3 separate regions of the Sus scrofa genome follow, and regions 2 and 3 are each linked to region 1. The links are chromatin contacts, called in public targeted proximity ligation maps. All regions are on one chromosome and are shown on one strand. The core of a region is the stretch at or near the end of the contact, and the rest is flanking DNA. Distances in the headings are between cores, read along the strand shown. Region 1 overlaps THADA (thyroid adenoma-associated protein). Region 2 overlaps THADA (thyroid adenoma-associated protein). Region 3 overlaps THADA (thyroid adenoma-associated protein).

Region 1 (4,916 bases), core at 1,102-3,601:
GAGATGAAAGGAACGGGGGGGGGGGACTGGTACAAATTACCATTAACGTCAACACACCTTGAGATTCTAAGATCCAAGAGTATCAGAGAACATAAGTCACTTTCACACTTGCTATACAAATAGCTTCTAAAAATACATGAAGTGAAAAAAAAAAATAAAAGTACATGAAGTGCAGGCACTGAAAATATGGCTAAAATTTGGGTCTGGCACAAAAAAATTTTACCTAGTATTCTGAATATGTTAACACTTATATTTTGTAGCAAATATAAGAGTCAGAGGCCAGGAAGAAAGCTATAAAATGGGGTGGATGGATCCATATTGGTAGAAAAAAACATGGTTAGGGTGTCCAAACACAAATAATGAGTGTACCTGCATACATACACACACACATACACACACACACACACCACCCAGAGGATGTGTGTGAGACAATAAAAATGGTGATATATAATGCTGCTCTCCCATTCTCCTACTCACCCAATCTACGAAAACAGTATTTGTTTTTTAATGCGCTCATTCTAGTGGTAAAGATAGACACTGAACATACACACAAATAGATGCAGATGCTTCAACAAAGGTATATTTCATCCTTGGAAAAGAAAAACCATATTTCTCACAATTATTTGTGATTACAGTAACACTGGCTAGCTGTTGAGTCTGTACGGAAATAATTTACAGTCACTCTAGTAGTTTTCCAAATTTGTCAGAAAACAAGCAGCCCAGAGAATGACTGATACAAAGGCTGAATAAAAATAACTAATTGAAGGAACAGTCACTGATCATTTTCACATGTAAATTTTGGCATTCCGTCTTAGTTTTAATTAATTCCATTAAATTGGTGTTTCATAGGTCAGAGGATTTTATGACTACACACCAAAAATGTTGTTTATAAAGCCATTTAGAAGGAACTGCCCACAAATATTTTCTAATACATTTTTTCCTTTTGTCTAATTCAAATTGTGATTGCTTCATTTTTTCCTCCTTTAAGTCCAATTTTGTTCTTTGTATTTACTTCTACTTCTTTATTTGCCATTCAACAAGGGGCAGTCCATCATAAAACCTACTCCATGCTTTCTAAAATTTATGTAGTACCAAGTAACTTCAACCTGTAAGTACACTAAGAAAGAAAAAGGGGGACAAACCAACAAATCAGGTGGTAGGAGATAAATATCCTTACATACACACAAAGCCTCACTCTCTCCACAGAGATCCATAAATAGGGTGGCCAAGGCTTATTTATAGAAAGGACAAAGGGACAGGATAAAAATGAAAATACAGCCAAAGAAGCCTCTTCGTCTCCTCTGGCCTGATTTAAATAGGGTTACTCAAGTTCATGGATTGGTAATAGATGATGTTGCAAAATTAGGATGAATCAGAGTCATCACTAAAATATTGTTTTATTCTAAGAATGGACAATATCATATGTTTTGCCCTAAAACACATGACTCATAGGGAGCCCATGATTCCTTTTCCATTCTTCCCTGAAATTTGACAAAAAAAAAAAAAAAAAATCAGAAAGGGTAAGTTAGGGGAGCCACATACCTAGAGTTTCACACCATTTTAATGGTGGTTTCAATCCTGCTATTACTCAGATATGCGACTCAGGTTAAGTCACTTAACTTCTGAGTCTCAGTCTCCTATCTATTAAACGGGGATAATTATACCTAACCTAACTCCCTTACCAGGTTACCACTAGGATCAAATGTGAAAGTACTTTGAAATCATCAATTTCTGCTGATTCGACCTCCTATTTCTCAATTCTATTCATTTCTTTCAACTTTCATTGTCACTATTCTAATTCAGACCACCAACATTTCTTCCCTAGGCTGGATCACCTTTATAAATAGCAGAACACCACAGTATACCGTTCACGAGGAAAATGAGAAAGCCAAGCTAAATGTATTCCATTTCACCATCTAACATTTATTTGACATTCTCCTGTGACTGCGGTCTGTATGTATTTGTGGGCATGTATATTAAAATGTCCTTTGTTTTACGAAATGATTCTGACAGGTGGTGCATTTAACATCCTTACTTAACAAAACGAAAAGGTTAGTAACTCCATTATGGTGATCCACAAAATTTAATTTTTTTTTTCTGGTTCATGAAGTCCAAATGTTTGGGTACCATTAGCCTATATTATCCTAACAAACAAAGCCATTCAAACAAACTCATCCCTGGTCTTCAAACTTTTACTTCCAATCCAGCTTTATTGTGTTCTCTACACAGTGGTCAAACTGATCAAACTAAAACAAATCTAATCCCTTTATACCTGTGCTTGAAATAACTTCCTTGCTCCTGTGTCCTCAGGTTGGCTGACCTCATCTCAGGCCACGTGGCCCTTGCACTCTGCATAGCAATCATGTGTTGTGATGGCTCATATCACTCCTGACTTCTGAACAGGAACAGCCCCCTCCTATATCACCTCCTCTTTCTCAGGTAAATACTGCATATCCTTTTGCTCAGCCATTATCTTTTTTGCTCTAAGGTGTCTTCCTTGATTCCTCTAAGCCCATATTCCATGTATCCACCATGTACCATTACAGCAGCAACTCTTACTTCCTTCACTGTAGAACTTCACTAATATGTTGATAAATATTTACTGGGCTTCTGCTATATGTCAGGCACTGCTCCAGGTGCTGGAGATGGAGCAGTGAATGAGATAAAGATCCACTCCCAAGGAGCTGACATTCTAGTAAGAGGAAGCAGGTTAGAAGTTAAAATTCAAAATAACAGAGAAGTGAAACACTTGGTGATGGTTCATCCCTGTATTCCACGGACCTGGAACAATGTCTGGCTCCAAGCTGGTGCTCAAAAAATATTTGTCGAATGAATAAACATTCATTTTAGGAGTGTCAAAAAGCACTATACAAGTGTGAAGCCTTGACAACTGTGGGCATTGGGTTCACATCGGCCTATTAAAATCTCTTCCTAGAGTCTGGCTTAAGTTTTCAGAAGCCTTAAAGCGGGCTGCATCAGTCATATCAGGGCATTCGATATTCTAAGACTTGGTTTTACACTTGGCAGAAGTAGTACTTTTACCAGTAATTTTCAGATCAAATGAGTTAAGCACTGAAGGCTCAAACGTCCCAACTTGGCACAGTCTCCATCTTCCTCAAACTCAAAACACAAAATTAAAAGAAAGCCAGTTCCTTATATGGTTCAGACACCAGGATGTTGGCCTCCTACTCTACCAAAAAGGTTCACACTGGAAAAGTCAATAACTACCAGGAACAAGGGCCTTGTCAGATCACTGTCAAGGCATAATCCCACCTGAGCTGTCACCCACTGAAGTGAATTAAAGTCAAGAAAGTCAACATTTAATGAATATTCACTTGCCTTTGGTTCAAGAATGGTCTTAGAAATAAGCTTTCCTTTAATTAAGAACAAAAGTACCCCAGAAAGCTGAAATGAGATCTGAGGAACAGTCCACCTGAGTCAGCTAGTCAGCATAAGGAAGAGTTGGCAGTCCCTGGCTGACAATGCTCCAGAGTGTGACTGAAACACCATTCTGTTCATGTAAAGATGTGGAAAACACCGAGTGCCTGTCATGGTTCAGTGGAAACGAATCTGACTAGCATCCATGAGGATACAGGTTTGGTCCCTGGCCTTGCTCAGTGGGTTAAGGATCCAACATTGCCATGAGCCGTGGTGCAGGTCACAGACGTGGCTCAGATCCCTAGTTGCTGGGGCTGTGGCGTAGGCTGGCAGCTACAGCTCCGATTCGACCCCTAGCCTGGGAACCTCCATGTGCCGCAGGTACCACCTTAAAAAGACCAAAAAAAAAAAAAAAAAAAAAAAAAAGAGAGAGAGAGATTTGGAAAACAGATTTTTCTGGACAGATCTAGGCCTGACATCTCTACTACCAAGCTGACAAGCCAAAATATGAACCTGGTACAAAGGTACCCAGCAGTTCTAAAAAGAGCTTGCGGTGTTTATAGACTGCTAATTCTCAATCCTGGGCCTAGACATACACCAATCAATCAAGCAATGGACAGTCGTGTCCTGAGCAGTATGCTAAGTGCTCTGGAGGACACCGGCAGCGCACATTAAGGTTCAATTCTAAGCCTCAAGGACTTAACATCAAGCTTAAAACATATGACAGAAGTTAAAGCATGATTGAAGGACTGGCATGGTAAGAGCTAACAAAGTGGCACAAGCTTGCTCTGGAGGCCAAAGCAGAGGGATGCTCAGGGAAACCTAGCTCCATGGATGGAAGGCACCAGGAGGTGGACAGATTTGGAAATGTAGAGAAAGAGCAGTCTTAAATTAGTCTTGGTGGCTCCAGGGCTTGAAGGACAGCTAAGGGTCCCCTTTCCCAGAGGCGGGGGAGGTTGAAGGAGGAGGAAGTATGTGGAGGAGAAGGGGCTGGCAGGAAACCATGGAGAGAGAGACGAGCAAGGCCTGCCTGGGGACGAAGGAAGAAGCTGGACCAAAATGCTCCTGGAGGAGGGAGCAGGTTGGACGTCAGAAGGCCCTGAATGCAAGCTAATGAGTTTCAACCAGATTTCTCAAATCCTGGAAATCTACTTGAAGTTTTGGCCAGTGAGTAACATGACTGTGTTTAAGTCTGTCCTAAACATTTTTATATAAGTCTACACTGCCCACAAAAAAAAAGAATTAAAAAGAGACTTTTTCTCAACTATGTTCCTAAAGTTTAAAAAAACCCTATCACTGTCACTAAATCTTAGATCACTCCGTAAATCACACATCCTTGAGTAAACACGGTAAACACTGAACGGTCCATTTTACACAGCACTGAAAAAATGACTTCTTAAAGGCAAACTCAGTCCTAACTACATTCACTCCCTGACTTCACCCTCCCCCTAAAACCTGACTAGGGTCTTTATTTTGCATTAAGTGTTACAGATTTCCTTATGGACCTGGAAGGAAGAGCTGTTAGTCATCAATCTGGA
Region 2 (4,916 bases), core at 1,433-3,932, 180 kb before region 1:
GAATCGGAGCTGTAGCTGCCGGCCTATGCCACAGCCACAGCAACGGCAGATCCGAGCCGCGTCTGCGACCTACACCACAGCTCATGGCAACGCTGGATCCTTAACCTGCTGATTGAGGCCATGGATGGAATCCGCAACCTCATGGTTCCTAGTTGGATTCGTTTCTGCTGCGCCAAGACAGGAACTCCAGAAAATAATTTCTTGATGAAAACTGATCAATGTTAGTATAATTCAGATTAAAAATCTGTATTTACATGAGTTGCCATGTCCTCCAGGTCAAAATGGTGAGGCCAAAATACACTGAACTCGTTTTGAGATTTCTGTGGGCTTGAAGGGACAGAAAGGAAGCGAGTCTCCTCTAAATTTCGTCCTCAGAGTTCCTTTCTTGTCCCTGGCATCCCGCCTCTGGTCCTCACCTCTGTATCCACAGTCACCTGTCCTGACAACTGCACCTGTCCACCCCCGCTCTGAGGTTCACCCTCACACGTCCTCCTTTGGAACAAGGGCAACCTTCCAACCTGCCTCCTTGCTTCCAGTCTTGTCTTCATTGTCTCCAAGCCATCCCTCCTCTACCCTGTGGTCCGGGCAATCTTTCTAACCCTTTGTTTTAAAGGTCTCCAGTGAGAGTTCCCTGGTGGTCTAGTGCTTGGGATTTAGCACGTTCGCTGCTATGGCTCAGGTTCAATCCCTGGTCTGAGAACCGAGATCCCACATCAAGTACCGCACGCTGCTGAGGCCAAAAAAAAAAAGCTTTTCAGTGGCTCCTTGAAGCCAGAGTGTCTTAACTCCTTAGCAGAAGGGTTCATTCTGCCTGGCTCCCCTGCCCCCATAGTTACGGGAATAAGTAAGTTCCTGGCCCTCCTTTTTCATGCCCCATCACGAGTGCATGGGCCATACCAGCCATGCAGGTATTAGCTTCCCATCTTCCTTCACTCCAGGCTGTTGAGTCCCTATCTTACTAAGTTCTTGCCTTGCCTGAGTCCAGCCTTTTCAGTACCTCTTTGGTGACTTCTTCATTTCCAGAAAGACTCCTGCTTCCTCTGGCTTATTCCTTCAGTTTCTCTCTAGATCTAGCAGGATGAGGTCAATGTGTCTTAGAGGGTGAGGAAGGGGTGGTCCACCCCTGTTATTCCTCGTCAGAGCAGACCTAGGAGACTCCGTCAAGAAAGGACCGCCAGTTTCTCAAAGTTAAACACAGAACTGCCATATAATCCAGCAACTCTAGCCCTAGGTATACATCTAGAAGAACTGAAAATAAGTACTCAAACAACCGCTTGTGCATGAATGTTCACAGCAGCGTTATTCACAGTAGCCAAAAGGCGGAAACAACCCAAGTATCCATCACTGGATGAAGGATAAACAAAATATGGTACATCCATACTACACATTATTACTTGAGCATAAAAATAAATGAAGCACTGCTACATGCTACAATATGGATGACGCTTATAAACACTCTGCCTAGTGAAAAGAGCCAGGCAGGAAGGGTCATACATTATATGATTCCATTTCTATGAAATAGCCAACATAGAGAAATTCAGAGACTCAGAAAGCAGATTGGTGGCTGCAAGGGACTAGGAAGGGAGGGGAGAATAGGGAGTGACTGCTTCATGGATACGGGATTTTTTTGGAGGGTGATGAAAATATTCTGGACCTACAGGGTGGTGATGGTTGCACAATATTATGAATTACCAAATGCCACCGTGTGGTATACTTTAAAATGGTTAATTGCATGTTACGTGAATTTCACCTTAATAAAAAAAAAATACAGAAAGAAAAGATCTCCTTGGGGACGGAGCCAGAGGGTGTGCCAAGAATAGAGGATGGTGGGAAATTCAATTTTATACCCTTGTGTCTTTAAATTAAAGGGGGTGGGGTTAAGAAAAGGGCTCCTCAGTGAGTATTGCTCCCCCGGACACATGTCCCAAAGACTAGCCCTGAGCAGGGGTGGGAGGGGTGGACAGATGGAGGGGTACATAGGGCTCGAAAGAGGCGAAGAGGGGCCAGCCCTCCCTCCCTGCTGCTGGTTGGCTCACCCAAGGACAGAGGTTTAGACTCAGAGGGCTGGAAAGGGGGCAGGCAGAGGAGGGTGGTCTGAACAGCCACTGCGGAGGGAACCCTTGTTTTCCTACACCTCATCACGTTTGCTAAGAAAGCAAGACATTTTATGTCTAGAAGCACCTGCAAGGTAAGACTCATATGTAAGTGGATCCTGTGAAATAGACTTTTATGCAGAGAGCAGAGATCGGATCACAAAGCCATAAGGAGAAATCTCTTTACCCGAATTACACAGACCCACTCGTCTGGTTTCCATTTCATTGCCTGAGTCTGTTTTATAGTTGTGCTTTTTCATGAAAGCTTTTAAGGGAGGCTATTCCCTGATGTCATGCAAAAAAAATGTCTGAATACAATTACATTACGGAGCAGCACTCTTGGAAGAGAACACAGACACGAAGCTCGCTGGTGTCCTGTTTCCTTCCCCTTAAAAGCTATTTGTCTGTTCTCTAAAAACAGAAGCCCCCAAACCCGAATCCCAGGACCCTCTATCTGTCACAATGCCCAGCAGCACTGATTTGGGAAATGCACGCAGAACTGGGGACCCCCGGGGAGGTGGGAAGGCTGTCAGGGAGCCGTGTTCAGCTCTGGTGACCAGCACACAGTCCTGAGCCACCTTGTCTCAGGTCACACATTTTACAATCAAGGGGAGGGAACAGAGCCCCCTGCTATGGGCTCTCTCAGGAATCGCCTATAAAACCTCCTCTCATTTCCTCCCTATCCTCATGCTTTATTCAGACGCGCCCCAAGGCTCGGGGAATGGGTTTCCTTAAAAGCTACTAGGAAAAGTGCTCTTAATCCAAATCTGCTCTACTGTGAGCACACTCTCCATGTTTTTCATCCTTTCCCTAGCTTTCTGGTCCTGGCAGAAGCTGCCATACTCCTCCCTTTCCAGTAGAGGCTGTTCCTTCTTTGCTTCATCTCTGACTCAGGCCGATCAGCAAACGCCTTCTACCTCTACACGATCCCCTCGCCTTCCCACTCAACCATCTCTTTGAAGTCCCTACTATGAAAATTCAGAGACTCTGAAAGCAGATTGGTGGCTGCAAGGGACTGGAAAGGGAGGGGAGACTAGGGAGTGGCTGCTTCATGGATACGGGATTTTTTTGGAGGGTGATGAAAATATTCTGGACCTACAGGGTGGTGCCTCCTAACTGAACCGCTGTATAAACTGTCCCAACCTTCTCCCTGTCCCTATATCTTTACTCCCTTAACCACTCATTCTTCCAGATAATCTTGTTTTCTACAAAAGACATTCAGCATAAGCTCAAACTTCTGTCCTCCCCCACTTGAAAACGTCTCTAATGATTCTTTTGAAACATTAGCTTGAAAGCAGAGCAGGGTCTGGGAAACGCAGTGTTAGGACAGGAGAGAGAGCCTGGAGAGGGAGGAGGAGAGCCTGCAGACATATGGGAGAAAAGGGCGCCGTGGCTGGAGGAAGGTCCTGGGGATGGAATGAGCTGCTGCACAAAGGATTCATGGACATGAAGGAGCATTTTTTTGCTGAGTTTGAAGGGGGCCGGATAAGAAGATTGATGACTGTTACAGAGTGGCCTCCTCCTTACTTTTAAACTCCTTGAAGCTGGCTTCTGACCTTCCCACTACTGGACCTTCTCTCTCAACTCTCACTTAGGACATTTCCTCCATCCTTATTCTCTTTGACCAGATCTTTTGATGGTGAGCGGCATGGCTGACCAACTCTGTCCTTGCTCATTTTTCCTTAGGTGAGTTCATGACAATGGAACCTCTTGGTCTTCTTGATGGGGCTTGGTTACTTCCTTGGCTAGCTCCTCTCCCAAACTATTACCAGAGTCTTCTACAAATGCTCCCTTACCTTTAATTTCTCTCTCTCCCCACCCCTAATCCATCCATTTATCTCCCTCTTTCAATATATAGTTACTGATCCCCTACCATGTGCCAAGCACATGGCAGCTATTAAACTGTAGCTGAATTAATCTTAATGTATAGCTCTGATCATGTTACTTATTTGTTCAAAAGTTTTTACTGGTTTTCTGGTGCAAATGATATCCAGATTCACTGCCGTGGCTCTCCCAGTTTCCGTGGACATCTGCTGTTTTTGTGGGCTTAGCTTCCATTTGCCTTCTCTGGATGGCTGTGCCCCAGTCTTCTCCTGGAGAATCAGCCCTTCCACAATTTTGGCCCATGTGGTTTGGGTGTGGTTATCCTGCCCCCCGCCCCAAGCATGAGCACCTACCCCAGGTCTAAGCCACTCAGGGCATCATCATCATCCTTGCCTCAGAGATTAGTTCCGGGATGGGCCTGGAACCCAACTACAGTCATTAAAAAAAGCCTTTAAAAGAGATTTGAGTGACACAGGCCTCGAATAAACCAAGATGCAAAGGCTAGAGCAGCTGCTGCATCTTAGAACTTCCAGGGGAGTGAGAGCTTATCTGAAAACAGAACCAACCTAAGGACAGAGGAAGAACATGGCAAGAAACCAGGTCCTTGGGACACTGTCTGAGCCCTTGCATCATGCCACATCTGAAGCCAGCCCTGACCCCAGAACTCTCAGTCATGGGAGCCAATATGCTCCCTCCACCCAGTGCTGGAGCAGGTTGGATCAGAGAAAGAGTCTTGCTTGATCCAAAGCTCCTCTGCTGCATCCCAGCTTCCTTTCACCTCATCCTCTGTGCGTATGAAGACTTGCCTACTAATTTATTCCTTTCCTGCACATGCCTCACACCTGGCCAACCCTGTCTTTCTGGAATGCTCCCCATCGTTGCCGTCTTCTCTCACTCAAATTATATCTAACCTTTAAGCTTCAGTTCTAATGAGCTGTCCTCCAAGAAGCCATTCGTCTCCCATTTCCCCCAATAACAAATGTTTGTTGAATAAATGAT
Region 3 (4,916 bases), core at 1,148-3,647, 160 kb before region 1:
AAATTCTGAAAGAAATAAAAGTAGTAGGGAGTTCCTGTCGTGGCACAGCGGAAAAGAATCTGACTAGGAATCATGAGGTTGCAGGTTCGATCCCTGGCCTGGCTCAGTGGGTTAAGGATCCAGCATTGCCGTGAACTGTGGTGTAGGTCGCAGATGCAGCTTGGATCTGGCGTTGCTGTGGCTCTGGTGTAGGCTGGTGGCTGTAAGTCCAATTAGGCCCCTAGCCTGGGAACCTCCATATGCTGTGAGTGCAGCCCAAAAAGACCAAAAAAAAAAAAAAAAAAGACAAAAAAAGTGAAATAAAAGTAGTAGGTAAAAACTAAAGTTTAGCAGGGAAGAAGTCCACTTATGAATTCCACCATGAAATGATCTTTCTTGCCTTTGGTAGAGGTCCCAGTAGAAATCTAGTGTTATATTCCACCAAATGCATACTGAGCACTTGCTGGGTGCTCTGTGCGTCCTTCCAAGGAAAATACACAACTGAAAAAAGGGATGAATCACTCATGGCAGAACCTCAGGTCTGAGGCGCTCTGACAGCCTGGGACAGGGTGGGGAGGAGGCTGCCTGTCCACCACTCGCAGCGCCAATCTGAATGCTTTCCTGCTGAGAGGCAAAGCTGACCCTGGCTACACCTGTTCTGGGGCAGCATCCCTGGGAGATTATTGAAACCAGCCTCCCCCACATACATGCAGAGAAATGTACCCAGTCCATGGCAGCAGAGGACGCAGGTACAGGGAAGCTCACACATTCCAGGACCTTGCAGGCCCACGGCCCCAGCCATGGGTAAAAGAGGCACTGAGTCAGTTACAGACACTGTCTGGCTCTTCCCTGCCCCTTCTGCTGTCCATTCGGGTGGACTTCTTAGCTCAGCCTGTGACTGCCTGTCTCAAAATGGTGTTCTTGGAGTTCCCATCGTGGTGCAGCAGAAACGAATCCGACTAGGAATCATGAGGTTGCAGGTTCAACCCCTGGCCTCGGTCAGTGGGTTGAGGATTCAGTGTTGCCGTGAGCTGTGGTGTAGGCTCTGATTTGGTGTTGCTGTGGCTGTTGCATAGGCTGGTGGCTGTAGGTCTAATTAGACCCCTAGCCTGGGAACCTCCATATACCATAGGTGTGGCCCTAAAAAGCAAAAAACCAAAAAAACCAACCAATCAAACAAAAATGGTGCTCTGACTTGTCTGGGGGATGGCTGACCCGGAGATCTTTGGTGACACCTGGCCCCAAGTGCAGGGAATGCACGTCACCCTCCCAGATGGCCACTTGTCCAGAGGTGTGACCTTGCTTCTGCTCCACTGACCCCGCTCCCTACAGCAGCCCATTTTCCACTTGCAGCCAGGAGGTGCCTTTGTCTCCTTCACCCTTTGCCACCACATACACATAACTGAGGCCCAGGGCTGTAACGGCTCACATCACGGGCTGAGTGGCTCTGAGCTCAGGACACCCCCGCTGGGCTGCTCCTCTTTCCACTCGCCTCCTGGGTTAACATTGCCACGAACGAGGGGCCAAGGCACAAAGGAGAAACTTGACTTATACTCAACTGTTTCTGTCACGTGTAGAAACTCGCAGGGGAACAAAACGATGGATCTATGACTCCTGCATTGTGTAGCCACACAGATAATCAAGACTCGGCCTTATTTGAAAAGGATGGCAATGTAACTAACAAATGGCACAACTTATGAGAGTTTTACATTTGAAAGCAATTTTTCTCTATGAAAATCTAGAACAGGGGTTGGACATTGGCTAGCAGGTCAAATCTGGATAGCCGCCTGCTTTTGTAAATAAAGTTTTAGGGGAACACTGTCAGGTCTGCTTGTTTACCTCCTGTTTATGGCTGCTTTCCCATTAAAATGGCAGAGTTGGAACAGACCAAGTGGCCAACGAAGCCTAAAATGTTCACTCCCTGGCCCTTTACAGAAAACGTGTGCCAATCTCTGTCCAAGAGCAACAAGGCATCAAAGGATGAAAACGAGGTACCTGTTGACAGGCAGGTGTTTTCCTGGGACACGGCGGTCATCACGGTTTCCGTGGCTGCATCTCGGATGACTTGCTCCTCACTCTGCAGGAGGGTGAGGACACATCTCCAGAGGGCAAGTGTATCCTGCAGTCCTAAGAAGGCCCAAAAGAATCCGAATCACCTAGGATGTGATTTACAAGCGGGTATAAACACTGCTTCAAATCCAGTATTTAATGAGCAACAGTTACTCCTTTTTTGGTGGGCATTGCAAGAAAGGGAGACCTGAGAGTTAGACACATGCTGGAAGAGAGGGGCCCCAAGGGGGAAGGTTTGGAAACACCCTTTTGAGTCGAAAGGCTTCTGGAGGCAACCAGACTTAGGCAAGGCTGCCTAGAAGGTATGGCCTGGCTGACTAAGGCCCAGCTGTCCACAATGACTCATGCTTCTCAGGAATGAAACTTTATGCATCAAGAGTGCTCTGGGAAACCAGCCCAGTGTTGATTTGAGTGGCTGTGTGAGCTTATAAATTCTGAAAGCAAAGTTTCAATCAAGATTTTGCTTTGGGGGGACAGGAACTAAAAAAAAAGCCAAGAACCACAATAAAGGCACTGGCCTGGGCCACGTCTACATGGGGTCCACGATCTGACCGATGTTACCCGGGGCAGGAGCCTGCCGAGTCCCTGTGTTTGGTGCTGCTGGGGACCGCGGAAGAGGAATAGAGTCTGCCCCTGAGCAAATGAGGGGGACATCAAGGCGAGAACACGAGGCAAGGAGCAGGCAGGGCTGGGACCCACCACGGGAAGGACCCCAGAGGCAGACCGGGTGAGGGGAGGGAGGGGGCAGGGTTCAAGAAAGGACACGGGCTGTCTCTGGGGCGGGTGGGTGGGTCGTCATGGAAGACCATCACGCATCAACCCTCGTCTTCTGAAGAGGAACTGAGCCCATCCTGAGAACCCTCCTGAGCCTCCCTGCTCCCTCATCCATCCACAGAGAACCGATAACAGCCACCAACGCTCCAGTCATACTAAGAACAGCCTGGCTCCTGCTGGGGTTTGTGCTCTCCTGTCTGTTATAAATTTGGCTTTAATTTTTACTCCGTCTTTCAGAATCTATTCATTCTACTCGATCTCTAGGGTTTCAAAGTTTCCTTTCTTTTTTCTTTTTGTCTTTTCTAAGGCTGCTCCCGCGGCATATGGAGGTTTCCAGGTTAGGGGTCGAATCAGAGCTGTAGCCACCGGCCTACACCAGAGCCACAGCAACACGGGATCCGAGCTGCGTCTGCGACCTACACCACAGCTCACGGCAACGCTGGATCCTTAACCCACTGAACAAGGCCAGGGGTCGAACCCACAACTTCATGGTTCCTAGTCGGATTTGTTAACCACTGTGCCACGACAGGAACTCCCAAAGTTTCCTTTCTTAATATTTTCTTAGACCCCTATGATCCTCAACTTGTCCCCCTTAGTCCATTTCAACTTTTCTTCTTCCCCCTTAAATGACTTTGGTCTGTCCTTGACTTGTCCCCATGTAATTCTCTGCCCTCTGTCTCTCAGTCCCACACCTATTTTTCAGGTTCTTGATGGCCATCCGCCAGCTCTGACCTCCTCCTCACTGCTTGTAATGCTCTAACCAGCTCCAGCAATTCAGGATGAACCGATGGCTTCTGCTCAGGACTCAGTTTCACTCAGGAACTGCACGTTACTCCACACACGTCTGCCCAATGTGAGCCGGGGATGGAGCAGCCCAAGTCACCCAGAAAATGTGCTGCAGACTGATATTATCCTCCCCGAAGAAGCTTCACCCAAGTTTGGTGGTTTTTTTTTTTTTTTTTTTTTTGCTTTTTAGGGTCACACCCGCGGCATATGGAGGTTCCCAGGCTAGGGGTCGAATTGGAGCTAGAGCGGCCAGCCTACACCACAGCCACAGCAATGCAGGAACTGAGTCGTGTCTGTGACCTACACCACAGCTCCTGGCAATGCCAGATCCTTAACCCACTGAGTGAGGCCAGGGATCAAACCCGAAGCCTTACGGTTCCTAGTCGGATTCGTTTCCGCTGCGCCATGAGAGGAACTCCCAACTTCACTGAAGTTGATCAACCTTTGCTCTTATTCCTATGGGTCCAATGATTATATCACAATTGTAACAGGTCCCCTTCCAGTCCTCCATTGGATGTGAAAAAAATGCCTAAAAGTCACTTAGAAGAAAGATCGAAGAGGATACCAAAGACAACTTTGTTTCAGAGGGATCCAGGGACACGAGATGCTTGATTGGTCTGAACTCTTGATAACACTCAGAATTTGAATCTCACCATCTAAAAAAGCAATTATTTCCTTTCTTATGTAAATCCCTTCTCCACAACTACACTGAAAGCTCCCCAGATGCAGGGACCACGGTTTATTCTCCTGGGCTGGAAACGGAAGAGAGTAAAAAGAGCCTTCCAGTACTGGATAGAAGAGAATCCCTGCCCGGTAATACAAGGGTAAGACGGCAGCAGAGGCCAAGGCCAGGGCTTGGGTCTTGGGTTTCCCTTTTATTTAACCCTATGTTTAAAACAAAACCCTATAATTAAAAAAAATGTTTTTAAGTTAAAACAAAACAATAATCCCTATGCTTTTTCAATTCCTTCAGACTTCCTAAAGCTTGGTTTTCTCGAACACCACTGATGTGATGCTCATTGGGTGGCAGTGAGGAAAGAGACATGAAGGTGGAGAATATGATTAGACCTGTATATCTCTTTGATTTCCAAATATCTCTACCTTTATTTTCCAAAGATGCCTTAACTTCGAACTAATTTCAGTGAAAGGAACCAGCAGACTTTCCAGTCTTAAATTTAAGCCAGAGCCAGGAAGCCATCCTTGAATGTTCCCTTTATATTAGCCTCAACACCAAGTCCTGTTGATTCTACTTCCTAAATGCCTTTCAGCCTGGCCTTTCTTCCTCCTCAAGGCCATGCTTCACACTG

Evidence for each region.
Region 2: a contact with region 1 is called in a targeted proximity ligation map of skeletal muscle. A contact is called at or near these places in 1 of 47 Hi-C or Micro-C datasets (retroperitoneal adipose tissue) and 2 of 2 datasets of targeted methods (alveolar macrophages and skeletal muscle).
Region 3: a targeted proximity ligation map of skeletal muscle shows a contact between it and region 1. A contact is called at or near these places in 1 of 47 Hi-C or Micro-C datasets (liver) and 1 of 2 datasets of targeted methods (skeletal muscle).

The regions. Positions count from the first base shown.
Region 1 is chr3:96,993,431-96,998,346 of Sscrofa11.1, reverse strand. All of the region lies in intron 28 of THADA (thyroid adenoma-associated protein), which reads right to left. Among named protein-coding and RNA genes, the nearest start is that of THADA, 120 kb to the right of the region's middle.
Region 2 is chr3:97,176,722-97,181,637 of Sscrofa11.1, reverse strand. All of the region lies in intron 38 of THADA (thyroid adenoma-associated protein), which reads right to left. Among named protein-coding and RNA genes, the nearest start is that of ZFP36L2, 21 kb to the left of the region's middle.
Region 3 is chr3:97,148,777-97,153,692 of Sscrofa11.1, reverse strand. THADA (thyroid adenoma-associated protein) reads right to left here. Exons shown (of 40, transcript XM_021088406.1): 38 at 1,975-2,106. Among named protein-coding and RNA genes, the nearest start is that of ZFP36L2, 49 kb to the left of the region's middle.